Regions from separate parts of the Anser cygnoides genome. Here region 1 is linked to region 2. The links are chromatin contacts, called in public Hi-C maps. All regions are on one chromosome and are shown on one strand. Each heading gives the region's core, a stretch centred on a gene start, on an enhancer-like site or on the middle of the called end of the contact. The rest is flanking DNA. Distances are from core to core; before and after follow the strand shown.

What was found. Hi-C and Micro-C count contacts between places; a contact is called where the count stands out from the background.
Region 1: a Hi-C map of fetal liver shows a contact between it and region 2, with 1.6 times the contacts expected there. The contact joins two enhancer-like sites. A contact is called at or near these places in 2 of 7 Hi-C or Micro-C datasets (fetal liver and liver).

What each region holds. Positions count from the first base shown.
Region 1 is chr18:3,045,552-3,050,909 of Taihu_goose_T2T_genome, reverse strand. All of the region lies in intron 4 of AUTS2 (activator of transcription and developmental regulator AUTS2), which reads left to right. Among named protein-coding and RNA genes, the nearest start is that of GALNT17, 390 kb to the right of the region's middle. Within about 2 kb of position 3,124, at least 2 of the 3 cell types and tissues checked have open chromatin away from gene starts, as enhancers often do. A contact at or near this core is called in fetal liver, where this site is marked.
Region 2 is chr18:2,936,172-2,941,979 of Taihu_goose_T2T_genome, reverse strand. All of the region lies in intron 5 of AUTS2 (activator of transcription and developmental regulator AUTS2), which reads left to right. Among named protein-coding and RNA genes, the nearest start is that of GALNT17, 280 kb to the right of the region's middle. Within about 2 kb of position 4,374, at least 1 of the 3 cell types and tissues checked has open chromatin away from gene starts, as enhancers often do. A contact at or near this core is called in fetal liver, where this site is marked.

The DNA.
Region 1 (5,358 bases), core at 1,875-4,374, 110 kb before region 2:
AACTACTGGCTGTTAACCAAAGGAAATGAGTTTCACCATTATATATGTGCCACAGGAGACAGTAATAATGGTGACAGTGGAATGAATCAAGAAAAATGTTGTAGATAGATAAAGGGGTTCAGACACATTTTCTGTGGCCCGCTGGCCATTCTGTTTCCCATTTGTGGTTGGCAAGTCCCCAAAGGGTTGGAGGTTTGGTTATGTAAACTCCTGAATCTTTCCCTATGGTTGGACTTACAGATACAGTGCTAGCAAGTAATGATAGCACTCTTTGGATATTATGTCTAGAAAAAAGTATTGTGTTTAGCATATGCTACCTGGCTGAGTTAAAAACTTGTCCTGCTTTTAAATTGAACTTTAATAAAATGGGTTAGCATATATTAACTAATTCAGCCTGTTCCTTCTAAAACTTCAGTAGACCTGGTCCAGATTTAGTGGTATTCAGTGATCCAGCGAATACCAGTGATGCTCTGATTTCCAGCGTTTTTCCGACTTGGTTTGCTGCAGGTTTTTGGTTCAGTTCTTCATTTATTCAATAATGGTTTGTCCATCTGTATTGTTCATGCTGTTAACAGAATTGTTGTCGCAAGCTCTCAAGAGATTAATGTATTTACTGACTTCTATAAGACATTGCACCAATCAATGTTAACAGTCTTTGACAGAGACATAAAGGATCTATTAAATTAGATCTGGGTTCCTATTAAATTACTACATATAAGAAGCTAAACGCACCTTATCTGTAGCAGAAATGAATGCCTGCTATCAAAGCCTTTATGGAAAGTTTTTAAGAACAGTCCAGTAAAAAGGTGGGATAATTAGCAGGAAACAGTAATCTGTTGACATCCAGCACTGACTGTGCTAAAGCAACGTAGGGAACGGAAGGTTTTCTATATTGCAGACATGAAGACATTCCCCTCCCCACCAATTGGTTCCCCCCCCACACTTCTCTTTAATTAGATTAGAGAAAAATAAAATTAAACTATTAAGGCAATTAAATTCTTAACATTTGATCAGTTAGCTGAATGCAAATCTATTCTCCATCTTTCTGCTAAAGGGCTGATACATGGAGTATTATGTTCTGCACTGCTACTTGGCTTCTTAAGAAAGACAGCAAAATGCTTGGGCTCAAATAAAATAGAAAGATATTTTTTTTTTCACTATACTGCTTCCCTCCCCCTTCGCATTCACAGGTAACTGCCACTTCTTAACCAGTGCAGACTCTGTTCTCTTGCTTACAAGTGTCAAGTCTCAAATTCCTCAGTTGTACACAGCTAGGCAAGCTATGTTAACTTAATTTAGATGGCCATTCAGGAGTTAACTGCTCTCATGAACTTGTGATAAATTACACAAATGTCTGATGGCGTCATAAGGAACTGTCCCCAAATAGTGAATGAAAGCCTTCAGTCAGTAAGGTTTTACTGTTTTCTCTCTTTTCGAAGACAGAAAGTGGCAGACAGTGGCTTGATAGTTTGGGGATGTATGTCCTGTGATCGTGGCGCATCCTCTTAGTTGTTGCTGTTGTAGGCTTTGCTTGCATGGTGCATAGGGACACCATGCAAATAGCCCTGCACGTGCCCCCTGCAAGCTGGTTTCAGCGTTGGAAGCAGTGCTGGGGCAGCTCTGCCTTAGCTGGGGCGGCACACTGGGCAGCCTGTGCCTTCCAGCACCAAAGCCTGTTGCAGCAGGACAGTGCGTGATGCCACCCCGATGGATCGTCCTGCTCAGAGCTTGCTCTGTGATCTCTAACTTGGAACTCCTTCGTACCATGAGTGCGGGATGATGGGAGTCATAATTTCCATGTTTGGTAAAGGAAGTGGAATTTATGTAGTGGTGGAAAGATAAATCATATGATTCTTGCATACACACGAAGTGTTGGCCCTCAACTGTCCCAGCCAAAATCAGGTTAGGACAGCTGACTCCTGTGCCCTGTCTCTGAACCCCTGGGGCATCTCAGCTGAGTTTTCTAGGTGTCACTGGAAAGCGCTGGTTGGGGTCTGGCTCCCTGGTGGCACCTCCAGTTGCCCAGGAGATAGTTGTTTCATTCAGTTGCTAATTTTTGCAAACCAAAATGTTGGTCCTTAAGAAAGATGTCTCAGCATGCCCGAGGTGATGTCAGCACTGCAGTAGCTGGTACTGTGCCCCAAATCTTGATGCTACACAATTGTATACCTTTACCTTTTGTTTTCAATGCAAAGTGGATATCTATGCAAATCTGTTTCCTACTTAGCAAATCTGGCTTCAAGAGGCAACAATACTGCTAACACTGGTAGTATTTACTTCAGGTTCTAATAGCGTGATGGTTCTGACACTCCTAGAAAAGTTCAAGTATCCTTAAAAAGCAGAAGCCTTACTTGATAGCAAATAAAATTGAGCACTCGATATTAATGGTCTTCCAATTAAAGTTAGAGCAAACTTGTCTCAGTGTGTTCATCTCACTATGCATCTCTTTAGATGCTTAAAGAAGTGGGTTGACCCCTGAAAATTTAAAGTGTCAGTCCAAGTTAGAGAGCTCCCCTAGTGCCAGTACTTTGGGTGGTCCTGTCCCGCATGGCACTTGGACCAGCTGCTGGAATTTTGTTCTTCCAGCTTTCCTAAGCGTGCAGGCTGGGCCGTACATGGTGACAGCAGGCGCGTACAGCAGCGCTGAAGTCACCGCCTGTGGATCTTCCCAGGTGTTTCCATCGCCGCTCTCTGGATTGAGGGGCACCCTTGTAGCCTGCTGGCAGCCCAAACACAAACATCAGTGGGGTTGGTTTGTGTGCTGCCCAAGGGTGTCACACAAGTACTCCCTGCACATAAAGACGTTGTGGAATTTCATTAATTCATTCATCAATACAAGCCATTAAAAGAAACTGTCTTGTTAACTGGTATCTTGGATACTAATCGGCAGCTTCTATTAAACATCAACCTGCTGATACTGTCAGTGTCACAAAGGGTAATGACCTGCGGTGCTGAGTGGAATAAATGCATGCAGGCAGCCCTCAGGAATAAACAAACGTTTGAGACCCTTTATTGTAGTCTGAGGCATTTTGGAAGAGGGAACGTAAGGGAGGGGGAACAATGCAGTTAATAGCAGAGCAGAAAGGTTTCAATATTGTGCCACTTAGAGGAGTTCCGGTTTGCGTAAATCCAGTGCGTGTTCACTTACCTCGGAGAAACTGTTCGGGGGTGTGTGTGTGTATTCTTGTACTCCTGCATCAGATCTTGAAAGCGGTGAACAAATGAAGTCTGAACCCAGGAAATAAGAGAGACAGTAGGAAGAGATGGTTGGAAGATAACAGAATTTTGTTAGAAGGAATTGTCTGGGGAAATGGGTAAGAAACACACCATGAACTTCCTCTGCCGTGCTGGAGCTATAGGCCACTTAAGTGAGTCCAGTTTGTTACACTGTAATCAGGAGGCAAATGTTGAAATATATGTGGAAATTCTTGCCCTTGCCTATGACAAATACAGCTGGGAGGTCTGGTAAAGCTGCAGGTGGGACAAAACAACAGTATACAACAAACCCATGCTCAATTATCTGCCAGGCTTTTCAGTCACTCAGTCAGTGATGGGTGCTCAGCAAGGTCAAACATCTTATACCATTATAAATAATCCAAACTTGTTATCTACATCTCTCTACAAACAAAGAGCACAGTCACCAATATTTATTTTGCATGAAAGTAAAATACGGAAATTTTACATCATCTAAAGTACACCGAAGATTTTGCAAACTGAGTCAAAGTTTACCATGGTTTCTGCCAGCAAGCAGTAGAGCTCATGTTGTTTAAGGTCCCTGTGCAGTCTTGTGAAAATGGGACATATCAATACCTAGTTTGTAGATTATGTCTTTCTGTCATTTTATGCAGTTTAGGTTTTGTTCATCAAATAAAATTTCAATTACACAAACCATTCAAAACCATGTCCAAAGAATTTTACAAGTTTTTCACTAATTTAATTCTTGCTATTCACAGTCTAAGTTCTGTTGTTGTTGAAGAGTTAACATTTGCAATATTTCAGCTTGTTCTATCGATTACCCAGGTACTGCTAGATCTCTGTGAAGTATTCTTATCACCGGAAAGAAAAACAGTGCTAGTACTTCAGCTGAATGCTGTGGGTGAAAGTTCACTCATGAAGTGGGTGAAAGTTATTCTGGATTAGCATCATGAATTAACTCAGTCTAACTTCTTGCAAACTAGTGCAAATTAAGTCTTCTGTATAGGCTGACTCTTGGCCACCTACCTGGCATTACTTGATTGCATGTCCGTAGTAGAACTGCCGGGTTGGTTGGTGGTATGCTTGGTGAGATATGCGTAGGCGTTTAAATGAGCCCTCCAAGAACACACCAATATGGTTGTCTTGACCAGAAGTCTGAAATAGAAATAGAGAGCAGCAGTCTCTAACATATCCCCCGAGCACCGTGTGTGTTGCTTTTCTACCACTGAACACATCAGCAGTTGCTTCTTAGTGGAGATTGCTTCTTATGAATGCCACTCTGTGTGCTCCCTGGTCACTTCAGTTCTTGTGGGTTCTCTTCTGAGATGTTTGTTTCATAGTGGTGAACCTCAGACCCCAGGGACTCCTTACCGTGATTTTCTTGGGGCTATAGTGGGCTATTAATCAGCCCATGTACTTTTTCACTTCCAGTCCCTTTGTAGAATTAGTTGAGTGGGATTTGTTGACTCTTCCTCCAGCTACAATATCTGATAAAATCTTCGTCCCAAGAAGGGTCTCCTGAAGCTTCTGTTTATGCTCTTACTACTGCCGCGTGCTTGCAATTGTGCACAACGCTTGGACCCCCTTCAGCCCCTTCTCTCCCCACCCCCCCTCTTTTTTTGAATTACTAGCGGGTGACAAATAGCTACTGCTTTCCACTCCATTTCGCCAGGCACAGCTTCTTTCCTGTCCTCATGAGGTTTCTGACCTTTCAGTCAATGCCTTTTGCAGCCCCCCAGGGGCCTCCAGGGAGCTGTAATGGACTCACGTTAATTGCCTGTTGAAGGACAGAAGCAGTTCCTAGCAGGATGATTGGTGATCCCCCTGTGAGTACAGCTGTCCTGGTCAGTGAAAAGATTGATCTGACACACACAAACATTTCGGCTCACTGCTCGATGTGTCTCACAGAGCATGCACATAATCACTGCTCTGGCTTTAGTGGTTTCCTGTCTGCCCACACTGCACCGTGGGTCTATTTGCTAGTGCTGTGACTCAGAGGAGCGAGTGAACGAGAGACTATCCATTCTAATCCCCTTGTGGGTTACGGTAGTTTAGATAGAAGATACCCCACAGACTGCAGTATAATCCAAAGATTTATAAAGTCAGTCATATGGGTTGGTTTTCTTTTTTTTTCATTGCTCTCAGTGGAAGCATATCTTCCAT
Region 2 (5,808 bases), core at 3,125-5,624:
TTTTTATGTAATATTTCCAATCATTTATCTAGCAGACCTGCCTAATTTTTTATTGTCCCTCCACCCAACACTCCTCCTCCCTGCATGCACACACCTTATTTTCACCCTTCTGCATACAATGAAATGTCTGATCAGTTCAGAGAGAGCTTAGAAAGCCTGTGCCTGAGATGAAGGGGAAATTTATTAGTGAAAGACAAGACTCCCTGATAATCAAGGAGTATTGAAATCCCTGATTTAATTTGAATACGGTACGGAGCATGTCTCTTCCTGCTTTCATTACTTGGAAGTCTGTGCCTGATAATGTATCTTTTTACTTAAGGATATTATGCTGGGGAAAAAAATGCTTGATGGGCCACTCCAGCTGAGGTGAAAAGGTTTTGGTATGTTTTAATAAAGATGGATATCACTAAGTGTTTGAAATATGTGGAAGTAAGATTTGTTACAAGTTACAAATCAAAGCCTAAAAACGTCACTTATCTTCTAATGATACTTCTACACAGATTATTAATTTCATTTTAGGAGACCAATGAATGTTACATTTTTATGACATTGATTAAATGTCTCACTGCCGTCCCCCCATCCATCCTTTTCATTTTCAAAAATCCATATCCGACTTTAACAAAACCCAGCTCATAAATTTGTGTTTTACTGCTCACCAAAGCAGAGTTGGATAGCAATCCACCTGCTAACTTTGTATTTGCACTCCTCTTATCTCAAAGAATCACTCGTCTGACTGTCTTTCTTTCCCCCATACGAGCAGCGTTTCGGATGTGGAATATGTTTTTCAATATTGGCTCGCTATCTACCATCTAGAGACGTGTCTCGGCGCGGCTGGCTCCGCCACGACATGGCAGCGGGGTGCGGGAGGTGCTGGGGGACATCATCTCCCACATCTCCCCGCGCCCTGCAGCAGAAGCGAGGTGCTTGAAATCCCTCCCTTCGCTGACTGACCTGCCTCTCTTCTGCATGTGTGTTGCCTGACATTTGGGTAAATTCCATAAAGACGCGTATTTCACTTCTGTTCTCATGCAGGCTTACTCTTCTGGTTGTGTTTAAAGTTGTGTGAGGGAATGGGATGGAAACTTCCCGTCCCCAGCCCACACGCGTCCCCCGTTGCTTCTCCCACCTGCATGGTGGCACTGCCTCTGGTGTTACCACTGCCCTGTTCGTAGTCTCGTGATCTCAAGGGGGTGAAAAAAAACTATGAGGAAAACAAATTAAGCTCAGCTCCAGAGAGAAGGGAGAGCCTTGGTTCTGACTGTCCCTTCTTCCAGTGTGCAGCAGGATCTGATATCTTGAATGCTATTGCACCGCTGGGAACAAAGGCAAATTAGCAACAGTTCACGTCCAATACACAAAATCTAAAGAGAGGAGCAATGTTCAAAGAGTGTCTAATTGATATTGATTTTAGCCTGCTTGTCTTAAGCGTGGTTCCTGTCCCTGCGATCAGTGGCTCAGGTGCCAGGACCCACTCCCTCACTGCTGTGGTGGCGACTAGGCCCAGGGGGCTCTGCCACCTCCGGCCCTTGGGCTGCGAGCACCATACCTGAGGTAAGTGGGCACTGTCTCACAGGGTTTCAGTCTCAGGTTTTGTTAAAGCACCGTCCTCATCGGGGTGATCACACCTTTGGACGTGCTGTCCACCCTTGGCTCGTTCTTGTGAACGGAACAGCCAAATTGCCAAGTGCCCAGAACGAGCAGCTGGACCCAGGCTGTCCACCGCAGGTACATCCCTGGTGGGTGCATCCCTCGGAGGTGTCCTTCAGAGACAGCTCGGTGGAAGCAGCTCCCATTCGAGCCCACAGGATGGATCGTAGGGAAGGGCCAACCAAGTCGAGGCCTCTGTCAGCCCTGTGGCCAGCCAAGGCCCCTAGGGCTATGGTGGTGTTCCCCAGCTGGGTGCCCGCAGCACCCTCGGGGAGAGGCTTTCTGTGTGTGGGGAGGATGTGGCAGCGCCACCGTCTCCACAGCCCCTTCCCCTCCTCCCTCTTCCCTCACGTCGCACACTCAGACACATGGGATGTTTCATAAAGAAAAAATATGGCATGTTTACAGAGAGAAATTTCAAGAAGTGTTAATTTAATATGCTAAAGTGTTCCCTTCAGCATTTTACCTTTGTTGTTGTTTTCACAAAACAGCCAAGACTAAATAATGAGCCCAGAGCTGTGCCCTTTGGTAGTGTGATACCTCATTACCCACGAGCGGCCTCCATCTGCCCTCATGGCTGCACAGGGAGCCATTACGATTATGATGGAAATCTCAGAAGCCATTACCAAGATGCAACAGAGGGCCTACTGCAGACAGCCTAATGGACTAATTTGTAATTGGGAGAGGGAAATGACTTAGCGAGCTCAGGCTTGGTTTTGATGAGTGTGGAAGTGCGCATGCTAAATGTGATAAATGAACAGGAATGCTTGTTTGCGCAGTGGGTTTTACAAGGCCTTCAATCTCTCCTGGGGATTGGAGGCGTGCTGACAAGTCTTGAGAAGCGAGGAGGAAAGGGCTCAGGGGAGGCGAGGAAGATGCAAAGAGAGTAGCTAAGGATAAATCGGTGAGGAAAACTAATGGCAATAAAAACCCAAGGAAATGGCTGTGTCTGCCAGGAAAGCAGTAATTAGGATGCTTTTTGCGTGCATATCTTTAGCCATTAAAATTGAAAATGAGAGTGCACCATGGCATTTGCTAAGTTAAAAAAGGAGAAAAGAAAATCCCACATACACTAAAAAAGCAAGCAGCGAATTAAAACTGCAGCTTCTATCAAAAAGTACAGCCGGGTTTGCAATCAAGCCCATTTGTTTAACGCAGAGCGGTTAGACACCACTGGTGTGACAGATGAAGGGATTCCTCACAAAGCTGTGCCCTGAGAGAGAGTTTTGATGGCTGCTGCCACGCAGTGCGAGTCCTGCGGTGCCTCTGTGGCAGCAGCGTTGCCCCTGCACCACACAAAGTTAGAGAGAGATTCAAGCGTAACTGTGCCCAAACAGATCAGCGGAGGTCATGGAGTACCTCTCTCTCCCGGGATCTTAGAATCTGATTCTGCAATGTGACCAAACCGTATGGAGACTTGCATTGCATTGGTTTGAATTTGGCAGTCTGCAGGAGACATCACGCAAATACATCTCACTTGGTCTCTCCTTTAAAAAGTGTTTTGTCAGGGATAGCCTTTGTGTGTTTTTTTTTTTTTGTGCTCGATCTGTTAAGTTACTGCCAATCAGCAGCGCATGCACTGCCTTGAGTTTCATGCGGGCTCTCTGAATAGTAAAGATGGCATTGAATAGCTATTTGTACAGATGGCCCAGAGGTTTGGCTTCCTCTTGTGGTTTCAGCTTATACCAGGCCAGGATTCACGGCAGTCATTAAGTTTGCTTTTACGTAAGTTTTGAAAGGCTCTTCAGCACCTTGTGCCAAGCTTAGACTTCCTTTCCCTCTCTTTTAACGTCCTTTGCCTTTATGAGGCATACAATGGGGGAGAGTGGTGCGAGCACTTTGGCTTGGCAGTGTTTTGGGGAGGGTGGCAGTCATGTTCTTCTCAGGAAAAGGCCCTTGGCCATTAAGACTTCACAAATAATTAACACCATCTAGAAATACATGTGGATGTGCACAGACAACCAAAACACATGCAAAGTAGAAGTAGTTGATGGAGTCTGGGGTAAGAAACACCCAGTATGGAAGCACAGATGTGGTGGAAATGCCCTATATCCGATCCAATAATACGGTTTTGTTTGTTGTTGTTTGTGAGCCGTTGAGAGAGAAATTCCAAAATCCCACAAACTCACCGTACATCACAATACATCTGATGGATACATTAGAATAACTTTTACATTTTTAGTCAAATGGCGTAAGATTTTTTTTCTTCCCCATCTCCTCCATTTTCCCCCTGAAAACATGTAATGTAACATTATTGCTAGACAAGGAATTGTTTATGGCATGAAGTTGCCTTGCTTTAAGACACTAAAGGTACAAACCGTTATCTATGATAAGCCATAGACATTCTCAGTTTGCATTCATTTATTGTATTGAGGGACAGATAATAGATTGCCATTGTTTCTGGCACAGGGATTATAAATAAAGCAAACTGCCATTCAGTGGCTGTATTTATTTATTTATTTGTTTGTTTATTATGTTTATTTATTCCTTATTCTTGTTTGCAGACTAAATAGGATTTAATGAGGAAAAATAAGACCAGAACTTCTGTTCTTGTAGCCAGTAAATACCATGGTTATCTCATAGAATAAAGTCAGGGTTTATGAATGTTTGCATTTGTGGCTGATCACTCATAACATGAATAGCGTGTTTTGACCAGAGTAGCAGCATGTGACTCCAGAGTGCTATTCGTGACTTTCTGACCCTAAGCAAATCATTTAATCTCTGGATATCTCTTGACAGAGTTTACAGTTCCATCTGTAAATAGGGTATGTTAACATTGTCCTGCTTGCAAGCCTGTCATGCGGCTTTAATTCATCAATATTTGTGAAGCTCTTTGAGCTGCCATATAACTACATGTCATTAATATATCTTATCTAAAAATCTATTTACGTTCAATCTTAATACAGATGTGTTCTAGATAATTTTATTCTGTTGCTAATAGTCTTCAAAATATCATTCCAAAAAGGGTTCTACTAAAATTGAGTGCATCTTAAAAAGAGAATTTAAATCTCCTTAATGTTTTGACTGCGCTCATAAATGAGGAATGTTGTTCTGCAATAATTCAGACCAGATCTGTGGACACAAAATCACATGCTTTTGTATTAGCCAGAGCACACAATGTGGAATGTACACCAGCTTCATGGTTTTTTGCTGGCCTTATGCAAGCTGCAATAAGACAAGTAATGTAATCTGGTTTTGAAGACCAAAGAAAAAGAAATTGCTTTCTTTACAAATGCATTCTGCTTTAAATCAGTGGGACGTTGTACTTGAATAAGACCACAAAGATAGAGCCTTTAGGTAGCAATAATAGGAACTTGTTCCCTCTGTGTGCTTTACCTGAACTATTGTCAGTTCTTCCTTGTTGTCCCCATGTCACTCCCGGGCTTTTTTCCTTGTTACAGGCAGCCCAGATTCTGCAAGGCAAAGCTAGACTTGAGCCTGGTGGACTGGGATATGGGCATGTAGGCTTCATACAGGCCATGATATTGAGGCCCTTATCTAGAAACTATTCAGTGCCTAAAACTTCTTCAGTGCTTCAGCTACACAGTGCCTAACACCGTGAGCCTGTGACATCTGGTGAATATTTTAAAAAATGATAAAATGGAAAATAGTTGTTTGATTGAAATATGTACATGGAAGCCTGAAAGTTAGGTGTAGCCAGCAGTATTTGACCTCATAATAAAATAACTTGTAAATATCTATTCTGTGGGTATATTCATTCCTTTATAATTTCAAAGATTTGAAGGAAATAACATTTGTGTATGCAACTTCTTGTCACTGTGGGGATCCATTCAGCTAGAACCGCCAGACAAAAGGGCCATCTCATGGTAGTTCTGAGGAGGATTCTGCGTATGGGAGAAGCTCTCAGACACTGCAGGTCATTCTTTCACTCAGGTTTTTCCCCCCTTCATGACTTCATCTTTTCGTGTTTTCTGCTTTCTTTCTTTCCTGTCCCGTGGAATAGGCTTGCAGCCACCAATGAGGTAGAACTGCTGTGTTGTCGATATGTGACCAACTATTTCTCTCTCTCTCTTAGCAAGTTGAAACTGAGAAAATCCCATACGGATCTTCATTCAGTGTAAATCTGCAAAATCTTAATGAGCATAATGATACTGTATTGATTTACACCAAATAAAAATTAGTTTGTCATTGTTGCAGACT